2 separate regions of the Gossypium hirsutum genome follow, and region 2 is linked to region 1. A link is a contact called in public Hi-C data. All regions are on one chromosome and are shown on one strand. Each heading gives the region's core, a stretch centred on a gene start, on an enhancer-like site or on the middle of the called end of the contact. The rest is flanking DNA. Distances are from core to core; before and after follow the strand shown. Region 1 holds the start of LOC107947219 (L-type lectin-domain containing receptor kinase IX.1). Region 2 holds the start of LOC121223175.

What was found. Hi-C and Micro-C count contacts between places; a contact is called where the count stands out from the background.
Region 2: a contact with region 1 is called in a Hi-C map of leaf, with 2.7 times the contacts expected there. The contact joins the promoter of LOC121223175 here to the promoter of LOC107947219 in region 1. A contact is called at or near these places in 2 of 34 Hi-C or Micro-C datasets (hypocotyl and leaf).

Annotation. Positions count from the first base shown.
Region 1 is chrD11:31,295,037-31,301,122 of Gossypium_hirsutum_v2.1, forward strand. It overlaps LOC107947219 (L-type lectin-domain containing receptor kinase IX.1), which reads left to right and starts at 2,978. Exons shown (of 1, transcript XM_041104036.1): 1 at 2,978-5,581. The coding sequence starts at 3,433. The coding sequence ends at 5,403.
Region 2 is chrD11:31,524,373-31,530,566 of Gossypium_hirsutum_v2.1, forward strand. LOC121223175 reads left to right here and starts at 4,574. Exons shown (of 6, transcript XM_041104272.1): 1 at 4,574-4,622; 2 at 4,749-4,894; 3 at 5,053-5,147; 4 at 5,423-5,558; 5 at 5,636-5,790; 6 at 5,926-6,194. The coding sequence starts at 4,574. The coding sequence ends at 6,061.

The sequences.
Region 1 (6,086 bases), core at 1,728-4,227:
TCTTAAAGAAAAAGAAGGAATTGAGATTAGACTAAAGTAATCATCACTTACTTTTTATCAAGCTAGATTGGAAAGATTAGGTTCAACGAGAAACTTGAGAAGATGGAGGGGAAACGACTATGGAGAAATAGAAAAAAAATTAAAGAAAAGAAAAGATGAGTATAACATTATGTATCAGATTGAAAAAGATAGAAGAAAGAGCGCTAGGGATTTAGTTATAACCAAAGCAAAAAAGAGAGGAGGTGCAATAAAGAAAAAGAAAGGGAAAGGCGGCGGTGCAAGGTTGGTTGAAGTGGTGCAAACGGTGGAAAATGGTGGTTGTAGTGGCGACAAGAACAAAATGTGGTGGCACAAGAGGTGGATGATAGAAAAATGGAGAGATAAGAGAAAAGATGGAGAAGAAAACAAAATGAATTGTTTTCCTTAGTTACTAGGGATGAGTAGCAATAGTCAAAGGGGAGTAGAAATGGAATGTAAAGGAATCTAGGGAAAGAAAAGGAAAGATGGGGAACAAAGGGAGTGAAAAGTGGAGTAAACAAGGAAGGGAGGAGGAAAAGAAGGAAGGAAAGAATCTTATGCATAAGGCAACTATTTTAGCCGGCAATGGGGTTGACCAATGAGGTATGCCAAAATTAAAATAAAAAAGTAGAAGAAAGGACTCAAACTTGGGTCACAAGGATAGCTATGCTTGTTCTTAACCAATAGGCTAGATACTCATTCTTGTTTAAAAGCTAATGATAAATAAATAAAAATGGGGTGTGACATAAAATAGTAATTAAGTCATTTACCCTTTAGTTGGGCTATGAATTCCACTATTATGAATGATGTTATATACTACATAAATCATATACCCAACGCGCCAACTTTCGATTCCTTATCTATTTGAAATCAGACTTTTACTTACATCAAAGTATACGAATCATGCACTTATAGTCCATCATCCATTCGGGATTAAGGTATGCCACACTATGAACCTCACAAGTGAATTGATCCATAAATGGATCCAGAATCTATTCTACTTGGATCCTATCTGATGTACTGCCAGTCCAGACAGTCACATTTATGTCTCTATCTTCTGGGAGTCAACCGCTTCGATGCTCAAGACAAAGCATCTCCCCAATTGGACTTGATAGACGACATATTAGTTTTTCAACTGGTTTGCTCATTTTCAATTAGACTAAAGACATGTTTATGTTCATCTACTAATACAAGTTGTCTTTTCGTATTACAATATGACCACGTAATATCGCTTAGTATTTGAACATGAGATGACCAATGAGCCAATATTTGCTTTCATTTTACTTGTGTGCAAAAACATTGGTGACAATATACAAAGGGTATTAATTTAATTAATGAATATTTTTATTAAACCAATTTTTTTGAAAAATAAAAGTGTACATAAGACGAAAATACTATACTTAGGACACTAGATCCAACAATCTCCCCATATGTGGGTCAAGAGCAAGTTGGCCAAGTAGTCTACCACTATAGACCTAGGTAGAGCGGTAATTGGGCACACTGTTAATTACTTCATTTGGGACATGATAGTTTGTGTTAGGAGTGGCAATTAATGAGTGAGGTCCACCTGAGTATAGAGTCGAGGAATGACGACAAGGGGTTTGCTCAAAAGGTTGTCCTTGAAGAGCTGTCCAAAGAGTGTCTCCGAGAGGTGGAGGTATAACAACCCATATCATGGGTGTGTCATATATCTTGTTATATTAATATTATTATATTTTTAAATAAAAAATGTTTAATTAAAATTTTAAACCAAGAAATGCAAGGAATTAATTTTAGTTTCTAGATGAAGATATTGCTTCTGGCGTACATGGTTTTAGACTTTAAAGGCTCTTTGTTTCTTATTTTCAAACCCATGTGTTAAAAGATTCAACGATTCGCTAGTATATCGCACAATTAATTTACATGATTATAGTCTTGAAAGAAAACGGTTCCAAAAGACTTAATCGTGTACCAAAAATTCAAGTGTAGAACTATCAGCCAGTTTGATTAGGGGTGATAATGATTTTTACTAGATCCGATTGGATTTGAATTCGATTTAAATAATTAAAAAAATATTTTTTAAATTTAAATTTAATTAAAAATATATAAAATATCAATTAAAAATATTGTTTTATTGTTTTATTATTTTTTAATAATAAAATAGGTTTTCTGAAATCGGAGGTAATTTTTATTTTTAATATTTTTTGTTATTTACATTATAACGTGCTGCTAAAATTATATTTTATTAAAATATTTGTCTTTTGGTTTTTATAAATGAAAAGTAAATATTTTTAAAATTTGCCATAATTTCTTAACAAATATTTTTATTTATTTTTAATAGATATTTTCCCCTTGGTTTGGCTATAACAAAATAAAGTTAATCTATTAAATTAAACTGAAAAATAAAATGCTAATTTTTAAAGTGACAAAAGGTTTCTATCAAAAAAAGTATCATGGAGGCTCAGTATTAGGAGTTAGATTACATTTTACCTTTTTTCCATTCAAAAATAGGTAAATTAGTAATATATATTAGATTAAAGTGCAAACTAATCATTCTGTTAAAAATTTATTTATTTTTCTTGTTCGAACTTGGTTCATGTATGTTAGCATAAGCTACCCATCAGTCACGGTAGTTTTTAAAAGTACAAATGCATAGAAAATTTTAACATAAATAACGAATTTACTCTTTAAACTATCCTACCAAGATTAATTTATGTGATAAAATACAATTTAACTAAATTTCAAAATTCAATCAGTGAGAAACTCCTCCGTCATTTATAAAGAAAAAAAAATAGAAGGGTGGTGGTCTCGTTTTCTCAGACTCGGCTTCGTCGAAACTTCCTAATGATATTCATTTTTCTCCACTTGACTTGTAGATACATATCAATTCAGGAAATACTACATTAGCCTCGCTCGAAGGTTTCCTCAAAGAGTAGTACTCCAACTCAACCATAATTCTCAGTTCCTCAAAAATGAAAAACAAAGGGAAAAGAAGGTTTTTACACCATATATTTTTTTTCTATTTTATGATTACGCTTCCTTCATTTTATTTATTTATTAGTATTCACCTAATACCATTTTCATATTCATACTCACGTATAAAATATATATATAATTTTTTAGTGAAGTCCACTGGCAATTCCCAGTTGATTTAAACCACTTTATAGAGCTATGTGGCACTCATTATGGACCAGGATTAGTCAATGTTGGCGTCGATTCTGGGCTATGTCTCGAACATCATGACTTTGTTAATTCCGCATTTCCCACCAGAGTCCATACGACGACTGACTTAATTTAAGTCTTTTTATGCTCGTTTTCATATGTTTTATGATTCCATGCGAAGTAAAAAATTGAAGCTTATAGCTATACTTGTATGTGCCCTTGACATATAAGTTCCAGTAAGATATCCATCTATTTGGTATCTCTCTCAGTGCTATGGCCAACCATTCGTGTTGCTTATGGAGTTTTCTTCCCTTCATTTCCTTCCTGTTCCTTTTTCCTTGTGTTAACTCAGTTCACTTTAAGGTACCTCGTTTTAACCCTGAGGCAACCGGCATTCTCTACGAAGGGGATGCGAGACCTTTTGTTGGTTATGTTGAATTTAACTACATATCTTATCTGTGTCGGGTTGGTCGAGTTTCGTATTCTCGAGATGTGCCAATCTGGGATTCTCGTACTAACCAGGTTGCCGATTTTACCACCAGTTTCTCCTTCAACATAGACACCCAGGGCAAAACTCTGTCAAACTATGCAGCTGGGCTTGCTTTCTTTCTTGCTCCTGCTGGGTTTGATATCCCACCCAATTCTGCAGGTGGGTTCCTTGGCTTATTTAACACCACAACAAGCGATTCATCTCGGAACCAGATTGTTCTGGTCGAGTTCGACACTTACTCCAACTCTGAATGGGATCCTCCGGTTCAGCATATTGGGATCAACACCAATTCAATTGCTTCAGCTAAGTACACTCCTTGGAATTTCAGCTTGTACGATGGAAAAACTGCCAATGCATGGATTTCTTACAATGCCACTGCTCAGATTTTGAGCGTGACATTGAACTACAAGAACACAAGTATTTCTAAAAATAATTTCACTCTTTCCCATCATGTTGATCTCAAGGAAATCTTACCAGAGTGGGTCAAGGTTGGAATTTCAGCTGCTACGAGTCATAAGTCGGAGCGGCACCGACTTCTATCATGGGAATTCAGCTCAAGTTTAGAAATAAAGACAACTGATGAGGGAAAGAAGAGAAAGAGGAACAAAATAATAGTAGTACTTTTAGTTCTGCTGAGCATTTTAATGATTGTTGTCACCATATCATTCGTGTTTTTTCGGAGATGGAAGAAGATGAAAGAAGAAAGAGAAGAGAGAGTAAACTTAACTTCCATCAATGACGACCTAGAAAGAGGAGCAGGGCCAAGAAGGTTTTCTTACAACGATCTTGTTGTAGCTACCAACAACTTCTCAAACCAGAGAAAGTTGGGTGAAGGAGGATTTGGAGCTGTCTACAAAGGGTATTTCAATGATTCAGATACCACGGTTGCAGTCAAGAAAATTTCAAGGGGCTCAAGACAAGGGAGAAAGGAATACATTACTGAAATCAAGATCATTAGCCGGTTGAGACATCGAAATCTAGTGCAACTCTTAGGTTGGTGCCATGATGGAGGTGAATTTCTTCTAGTCTATGACTTCATGCCAAATGGTAGCCTCGACAAACACCTGTTCGGCAAGAAGACTCCTATCAATTGGCCCTGTAGGTACAAAATAGCCCGAGGCTTGGCCACTGCATTGCTATATCTTCATGAAGAGTGGGAGCAATGTGTGGTTCACCGGGACATCAAATCCAGCAATGTAATGCTAGATTCTAGCTTTAACGTTAAGCTTGGTGACTTTGGGTTAGCTCGGTTAATGGACCATGAACTAGGCCCTTTGACAACAGGATTGGCAGGAACATTAGGCTACATGGCCCCGGAATATATAAGAACCGGCAGGGCAAGTAAGGCATCAGATGTGTACAGCTTCGGGATAGTTGCCTTGGAAATTGCTACAGGGAGAAGATCGGTTGATCCAATCGAAGAAAACTCACAAATTGGTTTGGTAGAGTGGGATTGGCATCTTTATGGAACTGGGAACCTACTTTCAGCTGTTGATGAAAGGTTGCATGCAGAGTTTGATGAAGAACAAATAGAGTGTTTAATGATTGTTGGATTGTGGTGTGCTCACCCTGATAGCAGTCTAAGACCCTCAATCCGACAAGCAATTCAGGTTCTCGATTTTGATGTGGCACTGCCAAATCTTCCACTGGAAATGCCTGTTCCTACCTATGAATATCATCAACGTACAGTAACAAGAACAAGTAGCACTATTGAAACTTTGGTGACTGATTCGAACCTTAGGATCGAGCCTTAAGCCATCCCGTCACATTTTTCTATTGTAAGATGTCTTGATGTCTCCAATTGTCGTTTATTTCTAACAATCAACGCAATTTATCAATGTCAAACCTTTTTTAAAATCTTGTTTTTTGTTTTTTTTTTCTATTACTTAATGAAAGAGATTCAAATTTGAAGTGTACATTTTGTCATTGAATTAAATCATATCTGGTGTGTCATTTGAATTAACATATGGTATTTCTGGAAAACAATTTGTTTTTCTAATTATTAATAACCAGCTGCTGATAAATGAATTCACTAGATATTGATAATTAAGGAATCTTATTGCTACACGGAATGACAGAGCAATTACACAACAGCCTGCATTATTAAGCATGGAAATTTGTCTTAATACATTAGCATTATTAGCTCGTGAGTTTAGATTGAAAATAACCAAAGCTTTCCATAGAATGCCTTAATAAATTTATTTTTATCAATTTAAAATTTTCCGCCTTATATATATTCTATATAATAATTTAAATAAACAAAATTTATATATGTTAAGTTTTATTTTTTAAAGTTTTGATATAATAAATTATCTCTAACTTAAATTTGTTAAATAGTTTTTTTAAAATTATTTTTAAGTTATTTTTAAAAAATGAAAACAAAATTTTGAGTTGTACCAAGTCCGGAGCGATGCCCTGACTAAAAAGTTGCAGTACC
Region 2 (6,194 bases), core at 3,324-5,823, 230 kb after region 1:
GTATATTGACCTTATCATAAGTGTGTTATCCCCATAGGATATCTTTAATCTCTTTAAAATAATATTTGTTTTCCCACTATTATTCTATTTTATCTCATGGTAACCATTACATCTTCTTTCATGAAAAGCCAATCACTATTAAATAGTGAGTAAGTCATCCATCAAAAAGACGGACGACCCATGGCCACGTTTACTTTTCATCAAACATGTAATGCCAATAAAAGAATATTATTTACCCATATTTTGGGCTATGAATTCCATTGTTGTGAAAGACGCTACATACTACAGAAGTCGTACACCCAACGCACCAATTTTCAATTCCTTATCTATTTGAACTAAGGTTTTTACTTACGTCAAAGTGTACGAATCACGCATACATAGTCCGCCATCCACTCAGGATTTACATATGTCACACTATGAATGTCCCAAGTGAATAAATCCATAAACAGATTCAAAATCTATTCTGCTTGGGTCATATCTAATGTATTGTTAGTCTAGTTAATCACATCTATGTCTCTATCTTTTGGGAGTCATCTGCTACGATACCCAAGACAAGGTATTGGAAGGATAGAAATGTGCATGTGTACATAATCACAAGTAATAAAGTAACAAGTAAATGTCGAGTTATTGTACCTATAGGGACTGTGAAAGAAAATATTTATGAAGTGTAAATCAAATACTTTGATGATGGGAAAAATATTTCGTTTTGAAGAAGTGATGTAAAGACTAAAAATTAACTAAGTAATAAAAGTAAAAAGTAAAAATTCCAGTGCACAATTTCAAAAAGATGAGTTTTAATCAATATGACATAATTATGCTAGATCAATTACATTCCTTAACTTAGAATTACTAAACCTATGTTAATATTGTTACGAATATTTTCACGGCAACTTGGTAATTTGTTAACTACTGCAAAAACATACTTACTAAATTAACCAATCTCTTGAACATCTTACTATGTCAATTCAAGCAATTATTCAATTTTAATAAGTAAGTAAAATACTAAGTGAAGTAACAATATATTCCTACATTGAAATAGTTTAATCACAATAATCTTGCAAGTTATGCAAGGCTAATGTACCGTTTAATACCGTCGCTAATTTAACCCTCAGCTACCTTAGAAGATTAAACATGCATTGATTAAGTATTGTGTCCATTAATTAAAATTTCAATACGATTAATAATTCATTCATTCATTACCTTACAATTATAATGCAAGTATAACATAATCATGGTTTTACTTAATCAAACAAGTAAAACAATTTACCAAGACCTATAACAACACAAACATGATTTTAAATATTCAAGTGGATAGAATGCAGTCAATCTAACACGAATTAATTTAAGTCATTTTAATTAGAACAAGAAAAACAACAAAAAAAAATTATTCATATTTATGATCACAACATAAACAAGAAAATTAAATAGAAGGGAACTAGGAAGCAAACTAGTTTTTCTCTGAAGCCAAACTAGTGCGCTCCTCTTCTTCTTTGCTCGTTCTGTTGAACCAAGGCTTCCATGAACAATTAAATGATGTTATTCCAAGGTGGAAGGCAGCTCTTTTTCAAGAGGGAAATCGACAAGGGAAATGGATAAGAAAAAGGGAAAAACAAATGAGAGAAAGTGAGTGAGTGAGAGAGATGTGTGGGAATGAAAGTGTGTTGAGTTAATAGGTGAAGGGGGTATTTATAAGTGGGAGTGGCTGCTAAAAATAGCAAATAATTATCAACCACACACTTCCCTTGGCTAGCCACACATGGAGCAAAGTTTGAATGTTTTAAACTTTGCTAAATTTAGCTTGGGGCAAATCTTTAAAGGCACAAAAAGTGGAGGGGTTTGAATAAGATTTTAAGAAAACTTGAGGGCTATTTTTACGATTAATTTAATCATACAAATTACCTGATTGGGTCATTTTTTGGGCTGCAAATTTTCTTATTGGATCAGTCTTCAATGCTTAGCACACTAGGCCACTTTCTCCTTTAGGCTTTATATTAATTTTTAACCCAATTTAACTTGGATAAAAATTAAATATAAAGTACATAAAATGATCATCATTTGGACTGACCTTGGTTGGAAAAATATTTAATCTTACCCTTGGTTCACTTGATGCAAAATTCCCCAACAATTCAAACCTTTCAAGGTGTCTACCGAGCCAATTTTCACCTTTTTTGCAAAACTGTCAAAAATAAATCAAATTTGTGAAGATTTATTATAAAAATAATTAAAATTAAATATGTTAATAATTTAAGTGCAAATTAATTATTTTATAATTAAAGTGTGAATTTTGACAAAATTTACTACGAAATTGCATGAATTAGAACTCAAAAGGTGCTGAAAAAGTTTATATATTTTTGTGTTTCCAGGTATTTCCCCCATTGGACTTAATAGACGACATATTATTCTTTCAATCGGTTTGCTCATTTTCAATTAGACTAAGTAATGTTTAGATTCGTCTACTAATAAAATTTGTCTTTTTGTACTACGATCCAACCATGTAATCTGATTAGTATTATCTAAACATTTAGACAACCAATGAGCAACATTTTCTTCCATTTTGCTTTACATGCAAAAACCATGTGAGGACAATTATATAAAGTATATTAACGTAATCAATGAATTTGTTTTATTAACCAAGCTGTTCGAAAAAATTACAAGTGTATATTAACGAAAATACTACACTTAGCGCACCAAATCTATAAAGAAGAGAAAAGACTTTAACACTAAGTAAAATATTCATAATGGTTTTTCTAAAATTTTCAAGTTAAGTCAAAGGGTTTGAATCTGTTAGTAATGTCCCAGTCCGTCGAGTGGTCTGTTTGGCTCAATAATACACGCCATGTCTTCCTAACAGGCTAAGGGGTGTTACATTCAAGTAGATAGCCTTCTCCATTGGTTCCATAAGTCAACCCAGATCAAGTAGGTCAAATGAGCCACATTTAATAAGCTGACCTTCATGGGACGTTCTGTGCACAATGATCATGGGATTTGATTTGTTGCCCGTGACACTAGCTCATCATACTTTGATAATGAATATTTGTTAAAATTATAACCTTTCCAATTTTGAAATCTTGAAGAGAAAATCATAGATTGATGGAAAATTTCAAGGGAAAAGCTAGATAGAACTTTTGCAGTTTTTGGAAAATAATCATGCAAAATGGGGAATGGCCATTCCCTCCAACAAATTTTACAAAAATCAAAATTTTCCATTAAAGGCTTGGGATATTACAAGTTAGGGACCTTTAGCTCTTTAAATCATATGTTTTAATATTTACACATTAACCCTTCTAATTTTTCTAATTTTCCAATTTAGTTCATAAATCTTAATTACTAAAACTCTTTAAATGAACCCCTTAATAATTCTAATTAATATCTAATTACCTAATAATAACTCTCTAATCCTCTACCGTACAAATTCCCGGAAACCTCACAGTCTAACTTTCTGAAACGACTCTGTTTAAGAAATCCAATCCAAAACTGAATTTTTCAGCATCAAGAAAAAATTAAATTGTTGCACTCTTGTACCTATAAATTTTTATGCCCTGAAATGTCTATGAATGATGCCAAACATTCTCATTTTGTAATAGGACTTTGAAAATGATTGTTTAAAGATTCGAAATGCAAAAAAGATTTGGTTTTTGCAAAACCTTTACTCTTTTAAATAAAAAAAAGTTCACATTTTAGCCTTATAAGCAATCGAAAACCAATTTTATGTTTTCACAATATCCAAACACCTAAATAATGTTTTTTAAAGAAAATTGTTTTTAAATGTGTTTAAAACTTTGAAAATGTTGCATATAGTTTTAAGAACAAGTCAATATGACATCACTTATTCACATCGATTATCGGATCAAGTAAGGGATGTTATAGACTCTAGTTTAACTATGGAGAAAATAAACTCCAACATGTATAAGAACTTTCCCATTTTGGTAAAGTAAATAAAAATGAGCCCTTCACAAGGGATCATTCGGTGATCTAACACACTTAAAATCATATTTTGAGCAAGTTCAAGCACTATGATTTTTAGCCTACTAATAATTGTGAAAAGAATCACTATTTTATGTTGCAATAGAAGATATATGTTGAAATTGCAATCTCAATAAAATCCCTTTAAGATTGGAAGCTCAAGCTAAATTAGGGTTTAAAGTTTGGTAGGAGAAAGTTTAAGGATTATAGTATGGAAATGTAGCGTTTTATGTGAAAAATACAGAGATAGAAAAAGTATCGACTTCGACTCCCATGGAATCCAAAGTCCTCTCTACTTAATTTGAGTCGTTGGTGATCAAACATTAAATGTTGGATTATTGTATTTGGCATAACCTCAATATGCATGAGTATTAAAGTTTGGTTGATTACATTGATTCGAGCGTGATCTCAACGTGCATAGGCGATGACATTTTTTTTGTGTACCTATCAATATACCAAGGACTCAAAAATCTGCTGACATTAAATGTGAAATTGACCTCGAGAGGTCATGTGGTAGAGAAAAAAAACCCACATTTTAGTAAATAATTAGTGTGGAAAATTGATTAATTGTTTCTATGAAATTATAAAATAAAAATTTGAAAGTTAAAATATGATGTTAGTCTCTACGCTTTATACATTTACAGCATGTTTAGTTGAAGGTAATGGCTATGCCATTACCTGCCTATTACAAGCTTATTATGGTTCCCACTTAAACAGAGGTTTGGTTGTAGGGAACACCCTATTACTGGTGTATTCCATTCTGACCTTAAGTAGAAAAATTTGAGGCTTTCTATTCCCTTCCCTCTTCACCGTTTACCCATTCCGTCCCAAATTAACCCTATTTTACCCTCACAAATTCTCACCTCAAAAACACTCAACGGAAGCCATTTCTTGCTTCCTCCAACTCCAGCATTCCTCCCCTTCATCCAAGGTTAGGTAAACATTTTTTGGCTATCGCCATCTTAATCTTCATCTTCCTTCTAGTTGAACCTCCTTATTTACAGTAAGTGCCTTTGATTCCTTAATCAACGACATTTCTAGTTGAACTCTCAAAAGCCCTCACTCTTATAAACCCTTTGGCTATCGCAGTCTCCCAAATCACTCTACTCCAATTTGCTCTGCTTTCGCCTAACAAAAGCGAGATTTATAGATTTATTTCTCGTCTATCTGCCTCCAAATCAATGGTGAGCCCCTTGCTCTTTCTCTTCTTTTTTTGTTGTTCTCGATTTCTTAACTATAATATAGGGTTATTTTGTAAGAATAGAATTAGGAAGGGACCGTGCATATGTTTGTATGTGGTATAACCTTTGCTGTTTGCGTCTTTCACTTAGAATAGTGTTGTTTATGCTCATTTATACTAATCAAATCATATAATTTTGCAATCACTATGTACTAGTCCTCTAAAATCAAAGATTTTTCAATCACTATGTTTGAGTCTAAAATTTTACTTTTTATTAAGGGATAATAATAGATTTTGCAATCATTATGGACCTGGGCAAATAGATACAAGAAGGTATGGTGAGCAATATGCTAGTAAAGAAGAAGATGCAGACTGTGCTTTGCTTCCTGAGCAGACACCGTTCTACAAAGATCTGGTATCTTTCATTTGAATTTTGTATTATCTCATCCTAGTCATGTGGATTGGGAAATGTAGCATTGACAAATGTTACAGGCTACTGTGGCTGTTCAAGCAGGTGTATGCGTGGACATTTTTGCTGTTACAAATGAGTATACAGATTTGGCGTCTCTTAAATTTCTTAGCATAGAAAGTGGTGGCTTTTTGTTCTTATATGCAAATACAGATGATTCAACACTTCCTCAGGACATGTTAGTACTATAAGTTCCTTTAATTTATTCTTTTTTAAAGATGACAAAGTATATGTTTATATGGATACTTCATATCTACTTGAGTTAATTATATGGATATTCCATTTGAGTTCTGTTATTGATCTTACTTTGCAGGTACCGAATGCTAAGTCGACCATATGCTTTTAATTGCATACTAAGATTGAGAACATCTACTGAATTCAAGCTTGGCCATTCTGTAAGTTTTCCTCTTTCCACTTTCAAATTTTCTTATTGGGGAAATATCATCTAATAATTTTTGATTTCTCACTTCTTTTAATCCCACCTTTTGCAGTATGGTCACTTATTGCCAAATCCACAATATTACTAGTTCAGCACATCATTTGTTGTGATTTTTTTGCAACATATGCTTATGATTTTGATTT